Linked DNA regions of Mus musculus: region 2 is linked to region 1. Evidence: chromatin contacts called from public HiChIP or PLAC-seq data. All regions are on one chromosome and are shown on one strand. Each heading gives the region's core, a stretch centred on a gene start, on an enhancer-like site or on the middle of the called end of the contact. The rest is flanking DNA. Distances are from core to core; before and after follow the strand shown.

Region 1 (3,454 bases), core at 525-3,024:
AAAAGGAGGAAAGGGAGTTTTGGGGCGTCACAAGTTTCATAGACTTCAGCTCATGATTGGCAGGCCCAGTTGCTTTGGGGGTTCATGGTAAGAACTCTATCTCTCTTATCTCAACAGTGACTGTCACTAGCAACCTCTGTTGTAGTGACAGGACATTTCCCAACCCTCTTGTGCAACCCCGGTGGTCCCTGGCTTTATCTTATTAACTGTAATCCCATCTAAGACAACCCAAAACCATACAATGATCTCACTTGTAAAAAGAGGGAGGGGACAAAAATGTCCTAGCTACTCTGGGCTGTAACTTGAGAGCCACCAGAACGGCATATATTTGGACACACTGAAGAGCAATTCTTCTTTGAGAAGCCCATGCTCACCCTCTCCGGTGTGCCTCATTATTTTCCTGTCCATTTCTAGTCTGCTTCCTATTGCTGTGATAAAACACTGTGACCAAAAGCAACTTGGGGAGCAAAGGTTTCATTTGGCTTTCACGTCCGGATCACAGTTCATTGGTTATGGACCCCAAGGTAGGAATCCAAGCAGGCCAAAAAACTAGAGGCAGAAACTAAAACAAAGACCATGGAGGGGTGCTGTTTACTGGCTTGCTCCCCCCTGGCTTGCTCAACCTGCCTTCTTATTCAACCCAGGACCATCTTCCCCACAGATGATTCTACCCACAGCGGGCTAGGCTCCCAAACAATCATTAATCAAGAAAAATCCCCCCCACAGGTTTTCCTACAGGGCAATCCGATGGAGGCCTTTTCTCAGATGAGGTTCCCTCTTCCCAGATGCCACACTGAACGGACTGCCCACATCTCTCTCTCTATTCTCAAAGGGTCCACTTCTGCTTTGTACCAGCTCACCAGGAACTCTCCTCACGTGGTGTCGCCAAGGATCCAGCTTTGCCTGAATGGCAGTCTCTGAGAAAGAGCTTCTCGGACTTCTGTGGGCCATAGTGTAGAGCTGAGCCTGCTCATCTGTCAACAGTATTAGTATTATGACGCTACTAGTAAACAGATCTCCCTCCTTTGGTGACATTGTCATGCATTTTATTTTCTTTTTAAAAAAAGTTTGTGTCTTTATCTCTTGTTTGATCACTGATCTGTCTCTTCTCTTCTAAAAGAAAAAGAAAGGGATGGACAGCTTTGGAGGTATTTTAATTATCATAATTTAAAAAATACTTGCGGCACATGCATGTTACCCATAAATAAGATACAGCATCATTACCAAGCCACTTGATAATTTGGCAAATATTTTCATATCCTTAGCACCCTGTGTGACTTACTTTGGAGGCTCCACCATGTTTTCAGGGTTCTCTGTGCTGATACACATGACTCTCCTTCACCTGTCTTCTTACACCTCAGCTGTGCCCCGTTGTGTGAATACAGCAGGCTCTATGGATCCATGCCTCCTGCCACAGAAAGTTAAGCTATTTCCAATTTTACAGACGAGGAGGGATGAATAGCCTTGTGGTTTCCTTGCACCATCAAGAGCCTTTCTCAAAGACTTTTTCTTTTCAACCCCCACCTCCCCCTCTGTGCTCCATGCTCTGTCCCTCTGAGCTCTAGGGTGACATCTTGCAGCTGGCTCACTCTCCACCATTGGTTACTGCCGATCTCTGCCTCCCCGGGCACAGTGGAGAGAAAGATAGAGTGGTTATTTAATGAGCCCAGGAAGGCGTCCCTCAGTGACTGACTGTCTCCTCCTGGGGTAACACTGTAAGAATGAGTTGGGGGAGCTTAGATATCTGAATAATTGCCCTGTCTAGACTCAACTGCCACCTCCCTGACGTTCTTGGCACTGTCCAAAAGAGGTCAGCATTAACGGAGCACAGTTAAATATAGACATCGAGGAATAAAAGGCCTAATTAAGAACCAGGAAGTTGCTCTTGGGAAATTAGCAAAGTTTGCCAAGGCATCTTTAGGTGTGCCAAAGCCCAATTTGGCAGAGAAATGCTGATGAGAGACCCGAGCTGGGAGGTAAGAAGAACAGGCTTGTCCCCCCAGTTCACTAGGGCTGGCTGGCTGGCTGCCTGGCAGTGCACCATGTCCCCCAGGCCACACTTGCTGTGATAGGCAAAGGGAAAGCACAGCTCAGAAGCTGGAGGTGCCTTCCCTCAGTATCGAGCTTCCTCCCAATTACGAAGTTAGCAGAAGAAAAACAAACTCAAGCCTGGAAAAAAACCTTTATCATTTGAGATATACCTTTCCTCCTTCAGACCTGGGAAGGACTCTCCATGAATTCTCTCGGTGTTTCATTAGTGCTGTGTGATGAATTCCTCATGCTGATCTGGCTAGGTGGCCATGTGTCTAGGAGATTCACAGGGGTTAAAAATAAGCTTGAGTTAGTGCTATAGATGTACATAATATGAAGTCACCATTTGTATCAGGTCATGGAGGCTACAAGGCAGAGTCCATAGCCCTTCTGAGCCACTGCCTTCAGTGAAGGTGTTCACGGTGACCTCTCCTGTAAAATGGGGCTATCTGCCTCCTAGGGTGCCTGGCCAGATCAATGGGGATAATGTACTGGAAAGCACTTTGACAAATACGAAGTGCAATTCAAATGGATTATTGACAGCCCTTTGTTAAGTGTTCGTTTGATTGCCGAATGTCCTTGAACGCAATGAAGCATCATTTCTTATAAACCGTTTTATAACTCAGACTTTTTTTTTTCTTTTGCAAATTCTGAATGACCTTCCCTCCAATCAGTTCAGCTCTTGTGGTTTTCTTCTAAAGCCCAGGGAGTCACTGCATGGAATCATGAGAAGTGGAGGAAAAGCTTTCCAAGTCACCTGGTGTGCCTCCGCCATCCCTGCATCCCCACAGACAATGCCTGTGCCCCTGGCTAAGAGGTTCTAACCAGAGAAACTTCTGTGGAGCAGCCCTGGACTGCTGGGCTCCTCTCCCTAACCTGTTTGAATTCAGAGAGTCCAGAGCATTTCCACCTGCCAGCTCCAAGCTGCTGTCCATAGTAGGAGTTGGCCTACCACGGCCCTCAGGTCGAATCTAAACAGAATACTGTTTTATAGTCAGAAAGCTAAAATTGATTTCTCAATTTAAATTATTTTTACATTTTTAAGGTGTAAGAACCTTTTACGCAGGGTGTGGTGGTGCACACCTTTAATCCCAGCACTTGGAAGACAGAGGCAGGAGGATCTCTATAGGTTTGAGGCCAGCCTGGTCTGCAAAGAGAATTACAGAACAGCTAAGGCTGTTACACAGAGAAACCCTGTCTCAAGCAAGGAAACCAACAAACCTTTTTTACATCTTAGGGAACTTTCATGACATGAAGCTACATTAGATTCAAATTTCAGTATCCGTAAATGAAGTTTTATTGACACTCAGTCACACCCAACTGTCTCCACGTTGTCTCTGACAGCTTTTGCTCTACAGTGTCAGAGCCCAGTAGAAACAGAACCTCCTCCACAGCCTGCAAGACCTAGTATTGACTGCCTGTA
Region 2 (3,454 bases), core at 363-2,862, 400 kb before region 1:
GGGTCAGGTCTAAAGTTGAAAGAAAACCTGCATCCCAGCTCAAAGGCAGATACAAAGGATAATTTCTTCTTTCTTAGGGAAGAAGGGTGGCCTTTCTTCTATTCAGGCCTTTAACCAGTTGGATGTAAACAACTTGCTGAATTTAGTTTATCAATTTAAATGTTGAACTCCTCCAAAATCACACCCCATAGAAATACCTATGGCCATCCCATGGGGCAATCAAAATTAACCAGTATAGCTGAAGAACTATTAAAATGGGCTAATTCTACCGGGTCTGATTGTAGGAGTTTTCATGGTACGAGGAAAGCTTGGCTATCAATATATTTTAACTTTTTCTTACAACCAAGGGAACGAGCCAAGTAAATTTTGTACCTGTGGGCACTATTGGAGCCAATCAATCCCCTCTGTTGAAGTCCTCACTCCCAATACCCGAGAATTCAGTCCTATTTGGAAGCAGGATTGCTGAGGTACCATTAGTTGAGATAAGATCGTAGCAGTATGGGGTAGGTGCAACCCACTGTGACCAGTGAGTGTCCTTGTAAGAGAAGAAGCTGAGTTTAGTGGGGCACACCTTTAACCCCAGCACTTCGGGGACAGAGGCAGGTGGAACTCTAACAGGCCTAGACCAGCCAGGACCACAGAGGAACAGAGAGATGACTATGTGACAAAGAAGGCAGAGACTGAAGTTTGCAGCTACAATCCAAGGAGTGTCCAGGATTATGAGCAAACCACTGGAACAGTGGTTCTCAGCCTTCCTAATGCCCCGGCCATAACATTATTTCTTGGCTCCTTCATAAGTGTAATTTTGATCCTGCCGTGAATCATAATGTAAATATCTGATATGCAGGCTATATTAAAAGCAACCACTAAAGTGGGCATGACCCATAGGGCTAAGAATCACTGCACTAGAAGCTGTGTAGAGGCAAGGAAGGATTCCCAATGTGTTCAGAAGAAACAAGGCCCTTGAAGACTACATTTATGGTTGGCCAAGCAGTATTTGTTGTCTTATTATGATGTCCTCGCGAAATCAACAAAATAATAAGATAAAGGGAGCCCTAAAAGGTGGTTTGCTGACTCTTATGGGGAGGGAGAGTGGAGTAAGCAAAGACTGCTCATTCCTTCTCTATGGGTTGAAAGACATTTTCCTCCCTCCTCCTCCTCCTCCTCCTCCTCCTCCTCCTCCTCCTCCTCCTCCTCCTCCTCCTATCCTTTAGTTTGGGATCTTTCATATCTAATACCCTATGACACATAACAGAGTCTGTCTAGATGAAGAGCTTTTCAGAAAAGACCCCTTAAACTGACAGCCAGTGTCATCTCCCAAGCTGATCAGAGATCAATTAGAAATCAAAAAGCAGGGTATTTGGTATATCGATTTATTCTTCCTTCCCCAAAGAGCTTCCCCGTGTGGGGATCATCCTCAGAGCCCACGTCAGAGTCCCTAAAGCTGAAGCAATTGCAGTAGGCCCTGTCAAGGTCAATGAGAGGCGCTGCCTGCTCAGCCATCTGCCCCTCGCTCCTTGACGTCTTTTTAAATTAAACCCCACACCCTGTGGTAAAATTGCTCTCGCTCTATAAATAGCAGGCTTGGCTTGGCTTGCCCTGCAAATGCTGCAGAGGAAGGGTGTCAGAGCAAAGAGAAAGGAAGGCCACAAGCCCAAGGGCACATCTCTCGGTCAGATGACTGCAGTCTCTGAGGAAACCCAAGAATTCTCTGTGTAAAGCCTCCTGTTCCCCCTTCTCTGGTGACTTCCTTGTCTACGATCTCTCCTGTACTGGAGTGAACCATCCTCTTTCCCTTTCCTCCATATTTTCCAGATTGAATTTGTCTTGGACCAGGAGATTGCTGCTGGGTTACTGTACATATACTCTCTGTGGACCTGGGACATGCTTCTAATTTCAGTCCCAATCGTTACTGAGTTAAAATGGAAGCCGTCCACAGACACACATGGCTCCTAGTGCTTCCTATGGCCACGCTGCTATAGTAGGGAAGTACAGTTTCATAATGCACTGGCCTGAGTTTTTATAGCCTGTTGCAGCCTCATACCTGCTCCCTGGGCAGGACTCAGATAGCTTCCTAAAGTCCCCTGCATGATTATCTATAAACTCTCAACCCACCTGACTAGAGGCACTTTCCTTCTGTTGGCTGCCACACTTGGGTCACCTCCTCAAGGCTGTCACCACTCCATAGTCAATAAGTCCCTGCCAGAATTTCCTGGGCTGTTCTTCAAGTGTTTGGCTCTTTCTAGTCCCCACTGCTCCACAGTTCACATTCTTCCCACCTCTCTGTCCACCCTGAGACCTTCCCACCCTAGGCCTCATCATTGGCTATGTGGCAGTTGTACAGTCCAGAGCCTGCTTTTGTGCCCCACAGTGTAATGGGGATGGGGGTGGTGAGCTTTGTCTAGGGACAGGGGTCCTGGCTCTACCACAGAGACTCATATTCTGACCTCTAATTCTTTCATCTTGGAAAAGAGACCTACCTCCAGTTCCTTATAATGGTAACTTCTCCCAGGTAACTTCTCAAAAAACAGTAGATACAGAATGCAGAGGTCGAAGGCTGGATGTGTCCCTGGACTCACAGATCCTGAGAAGGTCTCCATGTCTTCTCCTCTCATCAGAAGCTTCCAGTTCTGGGATGGCTCTGAGACCACTGTCTTCACAATGTTCTGCCCGCCCTATGCTCACCAGCTTCCCCTCTCTGGGATTGGAAAAGCCAGACAGCGGCACTGGCAAAGTGGCTCAGTGCTAGAGCTACTGCTGCCAAGCCCAATGACCTAAGTTCGATGCCTGGAACCCATTTCAGGGGCAGAAGGAACCAACTTCCCAAGTTCTTCATGATCTCAACGTGTGTGGTGTATGTGTGCCCCTAAGCCCTGCCCACCAACCAACAAATGAATGTGAAAGGAATAGCAAGCAGGCAGGGTAGAAAGGTCAGTGTATTGGAATGCCCCAGATGTTCTGGGTCACCTCTCTAGGCAGCTAAGAAGGGCTGTTTGCAAAACTTCTGTGCAGAATTGCTTTTCAAAGTGTTTGGCTGAGTAGAACAGGCTAGTATCCCCAGTAAAGGAACTTGTAAAAAATTCAGACTCCCAGGCCCCTTGATCTACCAAATCAGAACCTTGTTTCAACATTGTCTCTGGAGTCTTAGGCACACCTTTCGTGTGCTGACTGGATGCCCTTAGGACTGTCTTTGCAGCTGAGTGGAGCGCTCGTGTGTGCAACCGTCTGGGGCAACAGAAGCCTTCGGAGTCCCTGGTACGGCTATAGAGACACCTTTAAGAATGTGAACCCGCTAAGAGCATTTAGAGGTTATCAACGTGTCAGCAAAGCAACCTCTTTATGGGGATCATTTAATTAATGTTAATTGCTCTTGGCCTATTGTGTGGCTCTGGCAGGATTTACGGAAAATCACCATTATCTACAACCCCATAAAAGACTCATTGCTTTTAGAGGC

What was found. HiChIP or PLAC-seq counts read pairs in DNA pulled down with a chosen protein or histone mark.
Region 2: a contact with region 1 is called in an H3K27ac HiChIP or PLAC-seq map of heart atrium, with 6 times the contacts expected there. The contact joins two enhancer-like sites.

What each region holds. Positions count from the first base shown.
Region 1 is chr3:85,114,606-85,118,059 of GRCm38.p6, reverse strand. Gm31096 (a long non-coding RNA gene) reads left to right here. Exons shown (of 2, transcript XR_003954509.1): 2 at 2,706-3,454. Among named protein-coding and RNA genes, the nearest start is that of Gm31096, 5.7 kb to the left of the region's middle. Within about 2 kb of position 1,774, at least 19 of the 459 cell types and tissues checked have an H3K27ac peak or open chromatin away from gene starts, as enhancers often do. A contact at or near this core is called in heart atrium, where this site is marked.
Region 2 is chr3:85,516,984-85,520,437 of GRCm38.p6, reverse strand. No RefSeq gene overlaps it. Among named protein-coding and RNA genes, the nearest start is that of Gm31419, 27 kb to the right of the region's middle. Within about 2 kb of position 1,612, at least 13 of the 459 cell types and tissues checked have an H3K27ac peak or open chromatin away from gene starts, as enhancers often do. A contact at or near this core is called in heart atrium, where this site is marked.